2 separate regions of the Mus musculus genome follow, and region 1 is linked to region 2. A link is a contact called in public HiChIP or PLAC-seq data. All regions are on one chromosome and are shown on one strand. The core of a region is the stretch at or near the end of the contact, and the rest is flanking DNA. Distances in the headings are between cores, read along the strand shown. Region 1 overlaps Orai2 (ORAI calcium release-activated calcium modulator 2). Region 2 overlaps Col26a1 (collagen, type XXVI, alpha 1).

What was found. HiChIP or PLAC-seq counts read pairs in DNA pulled down with a chosen protein or histone mark.
Region 1: an H3K27ac HiChIP or PLAC-seq map of large pre-B cells shows a contact between it and region 2, with 6 times the contacts expected there. The contact joins two enhancer-like sites. A contact is called at or near these places in 10 of 39 promoter capture datasets (the 3T3-L1 cell line, cranial neural crest, embryonic stem cells and 5 more), 4 of 15 datasets of contacts at CTCF or cohesin (the NIH/3T3 cell line, large pre-B cells, pro-B cells and 1 more), 3 of 484 Hi-C or Micro-C datasets (all in embryonic stem cells), 12 of 115 datasets of contacts at active chromatin or transcription factors (the 230-238 cell line, T-cell acute lymphoblastic leukemia, embryonic basal ganglia and 7 more) and 2 of 9 other capture datasets (embryonic stem cells and macrophages).

What each region holds. Positions count from the first base shown.
Region 1 is chr5:136,146,928-136,151,125 of GRCm38.p6, forward strand. It overlaps Orai2 (ORAI calcium release-activated calcium modulator 2), which reads right to left. Exons shown (of 3, transcript NM_178751.3): 3 at 532-4,025. The coding sequence ends at 3,498. Among named protein-coding and RNA genes, the nearest start is that of Alkbh4, 13 kb to the left of the region's middle. Within about 2 kb of position 2,279, at least 70 of the 459 cell types and tissues checked have an H3K27ac peak or open chromatin away from gene starts, as enhancers often do. A contact at or near this core is called in the 230-238 cell line and pro-B cells, where this site is marked.
Region 2 is chr5:136,752,521-136,756,543 of GRCm38.p6, forward strand. Col26a1 (collagen, type XXVI, alpha 1) reads right to left here. Exons shown (of 13, transcript NM_001346699.1): 6 at 2,395-2,493; 7 at 1,673-1,825. Among named protein-coding and RNA genes, the nearest start is that of Myl10, 61 kb to the left of the region's middle. Within about 2 kb of position 2,146, at least 22 of the 459 cell types and tissues checked have an H3K27ac peak or open chromatin away from gene starts, as enhancers often do. A contact at or near this core is called in the 230-238 cell line and pro-B cells, where this site is marked.

The DNA of each region.
Region 1 (4,198 bases), core at 1,029-3,528, 610 kb before region 2:
CACACACACACACACACACAGACATACCTCCACACATACACACACACACATATGTTCACCCCAAGAAGAAGATCTTTCCCAGGAGGGGCTTATGTCTGGGGTGTTTAGTTTATTGGTGGCCGCAGTGGATGGCCTGGGCAGGAGCCATAGGGACCTAAGGGTCCCATACCTCAGAGGCTCCTCTTCTAGAAATTGTGACATCTACCTGCCCCTATCCAGATGGTTGTGAGCTCCACCCACACTAAGTCTGCCCTTTTCCTCCCCCCTCCCCTTCAGAAAGCAACACAGGAAGAGGCACCCACTGCCAAGGGCAAGGTTTTCTCAGGGGTCCAGTTGACAAGGACCTCACTCAAACTACACTTGGGTGCCAGCAGCCTGTGTGGTCATCCTGGAGGGGCCCATGTTCATTCTGCTCCTGTGGGGCAGTGACCCCACATAAGAAGCTCTCGTGCCAGCACTGGGGGTCAGCAGTGTGGCAGGCACTGGGGTGGAGCCCCTAAACCATGGTACACACTTCTCAAGAGCACAGAGTTTTTAAAATCTGTACCAGTTTATTCAGCTCAATCCGGGGCAACTGCAAAAAAAAAATCAACAAACAAACAAACAAAAAACCACACACCCAGGAAAGGAGTTATTTACAGTGTCCTGCAGAAATAATGATATAGTCTTGAGCCCGCCAGGCTCCTGTAGTTTGTTTTCAGTAGCCTTTCCCAAAAGACACCAATCATGTTCTGCCTTTGAAATGTCTTAAGTAGAAACGCTTGAATTTAGAGACTTTGTGGTTGAGGGTGCGGGGAGGCCGTGTTGGGAAGGGCCTTGGTGTGTCTGAGGACACGGGTCCCTTGAGCACCAGGAAGGGCTGAATCTTGGATAGATGAAATTAGGGCGAGCCTGTGCCTGTCCCAGGAGCCCCCAGTGGTTCTAGCCACGTGGCTGCAGTTAGAACAAGATTCAAAAATCAGGTTATGCCTCCAGAAACTGAACTTCCAGCCTTGAGCTTGCTGGCTTCCGCCACTGGTGGCAGGGAGGGCTTATCCACCAACTCCTGACAAAGCTGTGGGATGGCCCTGTGACTCCTGCCCATGGGTGACCACATGGGCTGACACCTCTGTTCATACACAGATGGCTGTCCCATGCTCAGCGCTAGGAAGACTAATGGTAGAACGTGAAGAATGGCAGGAGTCCCCTACTGCACTAGTGCCGGGTGCCCCCATGAGCAGAGGCACCAAATGGCTTCAGAAAATGGGTAGAAGGAGTGGACTCAATGTTTAGCAGGAATCCCCTTTTTTATTTTATATGTGTAAATATGGACATGTGAGTGGGTGCCTGTAGAGGCCAGAAGAGGGTGTTGTATCCTCTAGAACTTGAGTCACAGGCCGTTGTGAGCTGCCCTACATAGGTGCTGGGAGATGAACTCTGGTCCTCTGCAAGAGCAGCAAGCATTCCTAAATACGGGGGTCATCTGCAGCACCCCCTTTTCCTGATAGAGTCTGTCCAGCCCAAGCTGGCCTTGAACCCCTGATCCTCCTGCCTCCACCCCTTGAAGGTTTACCTTACAGATGTGCCTGGCCATGTGTGGATTCCTTCCAGAGGTCATCTTCTCCTCCCCTGCTCGCACACCAGCTTACAGTGATGCTCACAGTAAATCGTTTTTCTCGTTATATTTACTTGGTTGTGGGTCAGAGGATTGGGACTAAACTCAGGTCTCCAGGCTTGGTGGCAAGCGCCTTTACCCACTGAGCCATCTTGTCCACCCAGGATTATAGCATTCTTTAGCAAGACAAACAAATCAAACTAGGCTGGCCTTCCCAAAAAGACCCCAGGAAAACAGAGATCTGAAACGCAAGAGGTCTCAGACAGATGTGTGCAAGGGCTGAGAGTGTTGAAGGATACAGCCTTTGAAAGACAGAGGGCGTTTCTCCTGGGTTCACAGGACACTATGTCCTGGCTGTCCACTGATGTCACACTTTACAAGGAAGACCTCCACCAGGCTCCCCAGGGCCCTCTGCCTGTTGAAGTTTATGCTTGGCAGTATGACCCATTTCCAGAGACTTCAGGATGGGGGTGGGGCCCTCCAGGATCCCACGGGCACCAAATCCAGACTCCAAAGAAAAGCTGTTGTAAGAGATGGAAGTGGTACTCGCAGGAGCCCAGCGACCATTTATATACAGAGTAAGAGACCTCAGCCCTCTAGGTAATGTGACAGAATGGGTAAGTACTGGCCCCCACGCAAGCTGGTGTGGTATAGCACAGTATGCATGACAATACCAGCTGGATAGCCAGATGCCCGTAGTGGCAATGCCAAACCCATACACAGCTGTGTAAACACGGGGCAGGGACCTGCATGGAGTGTCTGGTAGGCCCAGAAATGGGGTGTTGAAGTCTCCCCTTCTCTGCCCATAGCCTCATTACAGGGAATAGCTGCCTATATTAGGCTGGGCCAGGTCCCTGCCCCACCCACAGGCCTAACCACAGGGCTAACCACTTTGCAAAAACAGGAAGTCGCCCCAGTTTATCCTCTCAACATCTGGGGGCCACAGGCAGAAGGGATCTGAGCTGCCTGGTCTCTGAGATGGTGCCCCTGCCTGCGTTGACACAGTCCATGGGGGGTGGGGGTGGCATGGCTGCCCTCAGGCCTATGGCTGTCTCTCTAGAACCAGGAAACTCTCACTCCAATAACAGTATCTGTTACCCTTGTTGAGCTGCTGTGTGCCCCAGGGTCCTGAACACTCTGTGACCCTTTCCAATCGGGAGGAAAGAGCCAAGCTGAGCTACAGATCTGGTAAAACATCCCTGTCTTTCATCATAAGCCATGTTACCCTGTGCCAGCCCCGGGCCCACCTCTGCACACTCAAGCAGCCCCTTCTTTGTGTGTGTCTGTGTGCATGTGTGTGCGTGTGTACGCACGTGTGTGCACGTGCGCGCTCTTCTGCATGCATGTGCATGTGTCTGACTTTTTCGTGTAGCCTCAAACTGACCATGTAGCAAAGAACAACTTTGAAGCCCTGATCTGCCTTCCTCCACCTCCCTAGCACCTCGATGACCCTGGGATGACTTGGCTTAGGCAGTGCTTCCTGCACACTAGGCAAACACTCTCCCACCTGAGCCCCAGCCCCCAGCTGGCTTTGGGAATTCACCACCCTGCCCTGCCAATCACAAGGTCCAGACGTCTGAGATCTACAGTGCTCTCTGATATGATTGGACCAGGAAGTCCCCAGGGCCACGTGGTCGTGTTTCTTCCTCCGGCCTCCATGATGAAACGGACGCTTTCTCACTCCTTTTAGACCCTTATTCATGCGGGGACAGGAGTATGGGATTATTGGAGCAGCATCCAGGCAGTCTGTTTAGCCATCCCCACACTGTGGCTCTTGGGATGTGTGGTGGATCTCATGCAGCCCGGGTTTGTCTGGCGGCCCCCTTGGCTACTCTGACCAGCTGCGTGGTGGCCTGAGGGTTGCCCTCCCGTGCAGGTTGGTAGCAAATCGCAACGGCCTCCCTCACACCACCTGCAGGCTCCGCTCGTGCCCATCCAGCTGCACCTTGAGCTTGTGCAGCTCTTCGATCTCACGGTTGTGGCGCTCCGTCTTGTGCCGCACCAGGGAACGGTAGAAGTGGATGGTGAAGACCACGAAGATGAGACCCACAGGTACCATGATGATGGTGGACACCAGAGCGGCCTGCCAGCCCGTGTGGCTGTGGGAGCCTGGCTGATCCTTGGCATCCACTGGGAGGAACTTGATCCAGCAGAGCAGGACCACCTCAGCCAGGAAAAGCAGGATGCCCAGAACGGTGGAGAAGCCCCAGGCCAGCTCGATGTACGGGTGCATGCGCTCGTGCGGCGACTCGCTGATGGAGTTGAGGTTGTGGATGTTGCTCACCGCTTCCACGTTGGGCAGGATGCAAGTGCTGATGAGCAGAGCAAACAGATGCACGGCTACCAGCACCGTGGTGCAGGCGCTGAAGGCAATGAGCAGGGGCTGAGGGTACTGGTACTTGGTCTCCAGCTGCACCTCCACCATGGCCACCTGTGGGCACAGCAGGGGTTGGGTCAGGCAGGCAGGGATGCATCCCACCATGGCCATCAGTTGGGTATAATAGGGTGGGCTAGGCATGCGAGGCTCTACCACTCAGCCACGCCCCCAGCCCCTCACTGGGAGATTCTAGGCAGGGGCTCTACCACTGAGCCACGCCCCCAGCC
Region 2 (4,023 bases), core at 896-3,395:
GCTTAGGGATATATTTATTTCAGTGGTCATTAAGGTCACTGCCCACTCTTCAGCATCATATGCCTTCTCCCTAACTAGGAACATTTCTTCAAGGGAACCTAGGCTACAGACCAAGTCAGAATGGGCTTCCTGCCCCGCCAGGCACCCTTTGAGTGCACCGAGATTCCCATCATGCCTTGGGACAAGCCCCCTCTTACTGCAAGCGCTCAGAAACTATGCGTAAATCTCCAGAGTGGCTCCCTTAGGAAGTATGGCCACCCAGCTTTACAGCTGGGGAGACTGAGGCCAGGATTCAGAAACCAGTGCCCAGGGAGGTTTGTGTTATGTATATGGGGTGCTGAACAGGAGTCTCCTCAACCCTGTTTCCATAACAACAGACCCATACTGTCAATCATGTCACCAACCCATCCTCTTCTTCAAGATTTTATTTTTGGGGGCTGGCAAGATGGCTCAGAGGGTAAAGGCACTTGCTACCAAGGCTGATGACTAGAGTTTGATCCCCAGAACCCACATGGTAGAAGGAGAAAACACTCCCACTCTGACCTCTACACCTAAACTCTGGCATGTCCCTATCAATAAATAAATACAACAAATTTACTTTAGTGTACTCTTCTTTTTTGATGCAATTTATTTTTGAGGTATTGGAGATTGAACCCCAAGGCTCATAATGTACTATGTACTATGTAAGTATTCTACCACTGAGTCACGCCCCCAGCTCCTCCCTGGGGAATTCTAGGCAGGGGCTCTACCACTGAGCCACGCCCCCAGCCCCTCCCTGGGGGATTCTCGGCAGGGGCTCTACCACTGAGCCACGCCCCCAGGCTCTCACTGTGGGACTCTAGGCAGGGCCTCTACCACTGAGCCACGCCCCCAGCCCCTCCCTGGGGGATTCTCGGCAGGGCCTCTACCACTGAACCACGCCCCCAGGCTCTCACTGTGGGACTCTAGGCAGGGCCTCTACCACTGAGCCATGTGCCCCAGACCTACTTTTTTTTTTTTTTAATATGCTTTTTTTTTTCCCTCTTGAGACAGGGTTTCCTTGTGTAGCTGAGACAGGTCTTGAGTTTGCTGGATATCCCAGACTAACTTAAAGCTAGCACTGAGTCTACTGTGTCAGCCTCCCAAGCCCAGCTCCTCCAAGGTTTTTAAATCACCCCAGGGCTAGGGTTAAGGTGAGGTTAAGATCAGGGTTAAGCACTTAGCCAGACCTGCTCCTCCTTCAACTGCTCTCCTCTGCCTCCCTCTGGTCCCTGAGACCCAGAGTCTCTGACCCCATGCTCTGCGCCCCCACAAAGCAGGTGTTTTATGTGGTCTGCGACTCACACAGGTCACACTGTGGTCCCTGAGAACAAGCAGGTCTCTGCCACTTTTGTGTCAGTAAACACCTGTTAGTATCTTACAGTGAGAGACCACAGGGAAGAAAATGTTTCAGGGGTGCTCCTGGTGGGGGAGCCTCGCCAGCTGCAGGCGGAGCCGGGAACCATCAGACCTGGTGAGCTAAGCCTGGGGCCAAGAGCAGGCTTGGAGGCGGTCTCCATGGAGCGACCAGGCCTCCTGTCCTGGATGATCCCTGATATTAGCGACTCTTAGCTTCTCTGGGATCCTTAGCGAAAGCTAGTTTCCCTCAACAGACAGTTTGGCTCACCCACCCCCGACCTGACCCAGCACTCACTCTCCTTGTCTGTTGGTGTCTGCAGGGAATACAGGACGCCTTGGGGAGTGTTTGGCAAGAGGCCAGGACTTCCTGCTGGGCCAGGAGGGCCTGGTGGACCAGGGCGCCCCATCTCTCCAGGGAGCCCGCGTGGCCCCGGTGGTCCCAAGAGACCTACAATGAAGAGCAGAGGCTTTAGGTGAGACCAGCGGCTGCGATGTTACAGACAAGGGAACTATGGCCCTGAAGAGGAGTGGCCAAGGACATTTGTCCAGTCAGTGACAAGTCTCCGGGCCCACAGTCCTCCTGGGAGGTCAGTGGGACATCTTCCTCTTTCTGGCACAGGGACAGCAGAGGGTGGACATGACAGAGTTAGGAGTGGGATCGGCACAGGCTCCAGCCAGATGTCTTGGGACTCGGGAGTAGTTTAACTCTGGAGCAAGGACAGAGCGTGAGCCAGCCCTGAGCAGGCATTGGAGCTCTGCAGCGCGCAGGGGATCATGGGATTCCTGCATGGGGTTTCAGGTGCTTGGAACAAACCCTGGGCCTTAGCAGCGCCATCCCCACCCCAAGGGTCCCAGTAGACTCTTGTCCTGCAGCACCTCTGAGATTGGGGAGAGGAGAAAGGTGAGAAGGAAGTAATAAATTTGGGGTAACAAGCAAGATTAAGGTACACAAAATGCCACCCATGCCCAGGTACAAAGCAAACTCCTGTCTCCACTCCAGGGGACAGGGCTCCTTACCTGGAGGTCCCACTGGGCCCTTCTCTCCTGTCTGGCCCTGTTCACCTTTGGAACCTGGAGGTCCTGCAGGTCCAGGTGGTCCCATCTGTCCTGGAGGTCCTGAGGAGAGAATTATGGGAGAACACTGTGGACTCAGATGCCATAGAGGCTCCAGTTCTGGTCACATGGGTTGTGTGCTCAGATGAGTGATAGGCAGGGGCTCTACCACTGAGCCACGCCCCCAGTCCCTCCCTGGGGGATTCTAGGCAGGGGCTCTACCACTGAGCCACGCCCCCAGCCCCTCACTGGGGGATTCTAGGCAGGGGCTCTACCACTGAGCCACACCCCAGCTCCTCACTGGGGGATTCTAGGCAGGGGTTCTACCAAGAGCCACGCCCCCAGCCCCTCCCTGGGGGATTCTAGGCAGGGGCTCTACCACTGAGCCACGCCCCCAGCACCCGGGTATACTGGTCATGAGAGTTGAGAAGTTGCCTTTCCCTGTCTGTGATCCCAATGACTGAGTTTGTTTTCCCCTTTTGGGTAAACTGAGCAGCTGAGAAGCATGGTCTTCCACTGCCAGCCACAGAGTCAAACTGTAGCTTGTTTTCTCAACATCCTTTCTTCCTGCTGTCTTCTTGCTCAGGGTCCAGAACTGCAGTTGTGGCAGCTGAGCCCAACCTTCCCTGAGGGTCTGCAGGGCCAGGCCTTCCCTCTTGAATCACTATCTCTTGAAATATTCTGGAGGCCTGAGTGTGCCACCACGGAGCAGGCCCAGTTATCCCAGCACTGAAGAGGCTGAGGCAGAAGAATCAAAAGTTCAAGGCTAGCTTGGGTGACATACTTTGTCTTACTTCTGAGTCAGCTGAGGGCCGTGTATGGAGCACAGCATTTAAAATTGCATTTGACTCTGGTCTGTGAGAGAGTCTCTAAAGAACCTCTTGCTGGAAAATCTCACTCAAGGAGGCAGGAAAACGCAGGAGTCACCATTAGCGGGGTGTGTCTGCCACCTGCTGGCCATGCCTGGAACTTCACTTTCTCTGATAAAGTTCCAATCAAGAGCATCAATGAGTTTTGAGACTATGTAACACAGGAGATTTGGGGCCTGGGATCAGGGGCATATGTGTGAACTCTAGAGGTGAATCCTGGGGTTCATCAGGAGAGGAGAAAGAGGGGACTAGATCATATTCCCAGGACCTCCAGGCACTTACCTAAAGTGTCTGAGTTTTAGTTGCTATCTCTAACTTGTTCGTTCACATGCTTTGATTTAAGTTGGGAATGACACGTACAGCCAGGCATGGCTGCTTGCACTTATAATGCAGCACTGTTGGAGCGGGGTGGCAGAGAAAGAGGGATCGTGAGGGGTTGCTAGCCTCCAGCCTAGCTCCAGGGTCAGTGAGAGACCCTGTTTCAGGGAATAAGGTAGAGGACACATGATGCAAACTTGTGAATTTATCAAAATATCTAGGGGGGACACAGTGGGGACAGTGACCCATCTTGAAGGACATCTCACCCCCACATCCACCACCACCATCATCACCATCACCATCACCATGGTATACAGCCTGAGGCCAGCACTATCTAAGTGTGTTAGTTAGCTCTGTCAGTTAGACACAGCCCTGGGTCAACTGACAAGCTAGTCTCGGCTATGGA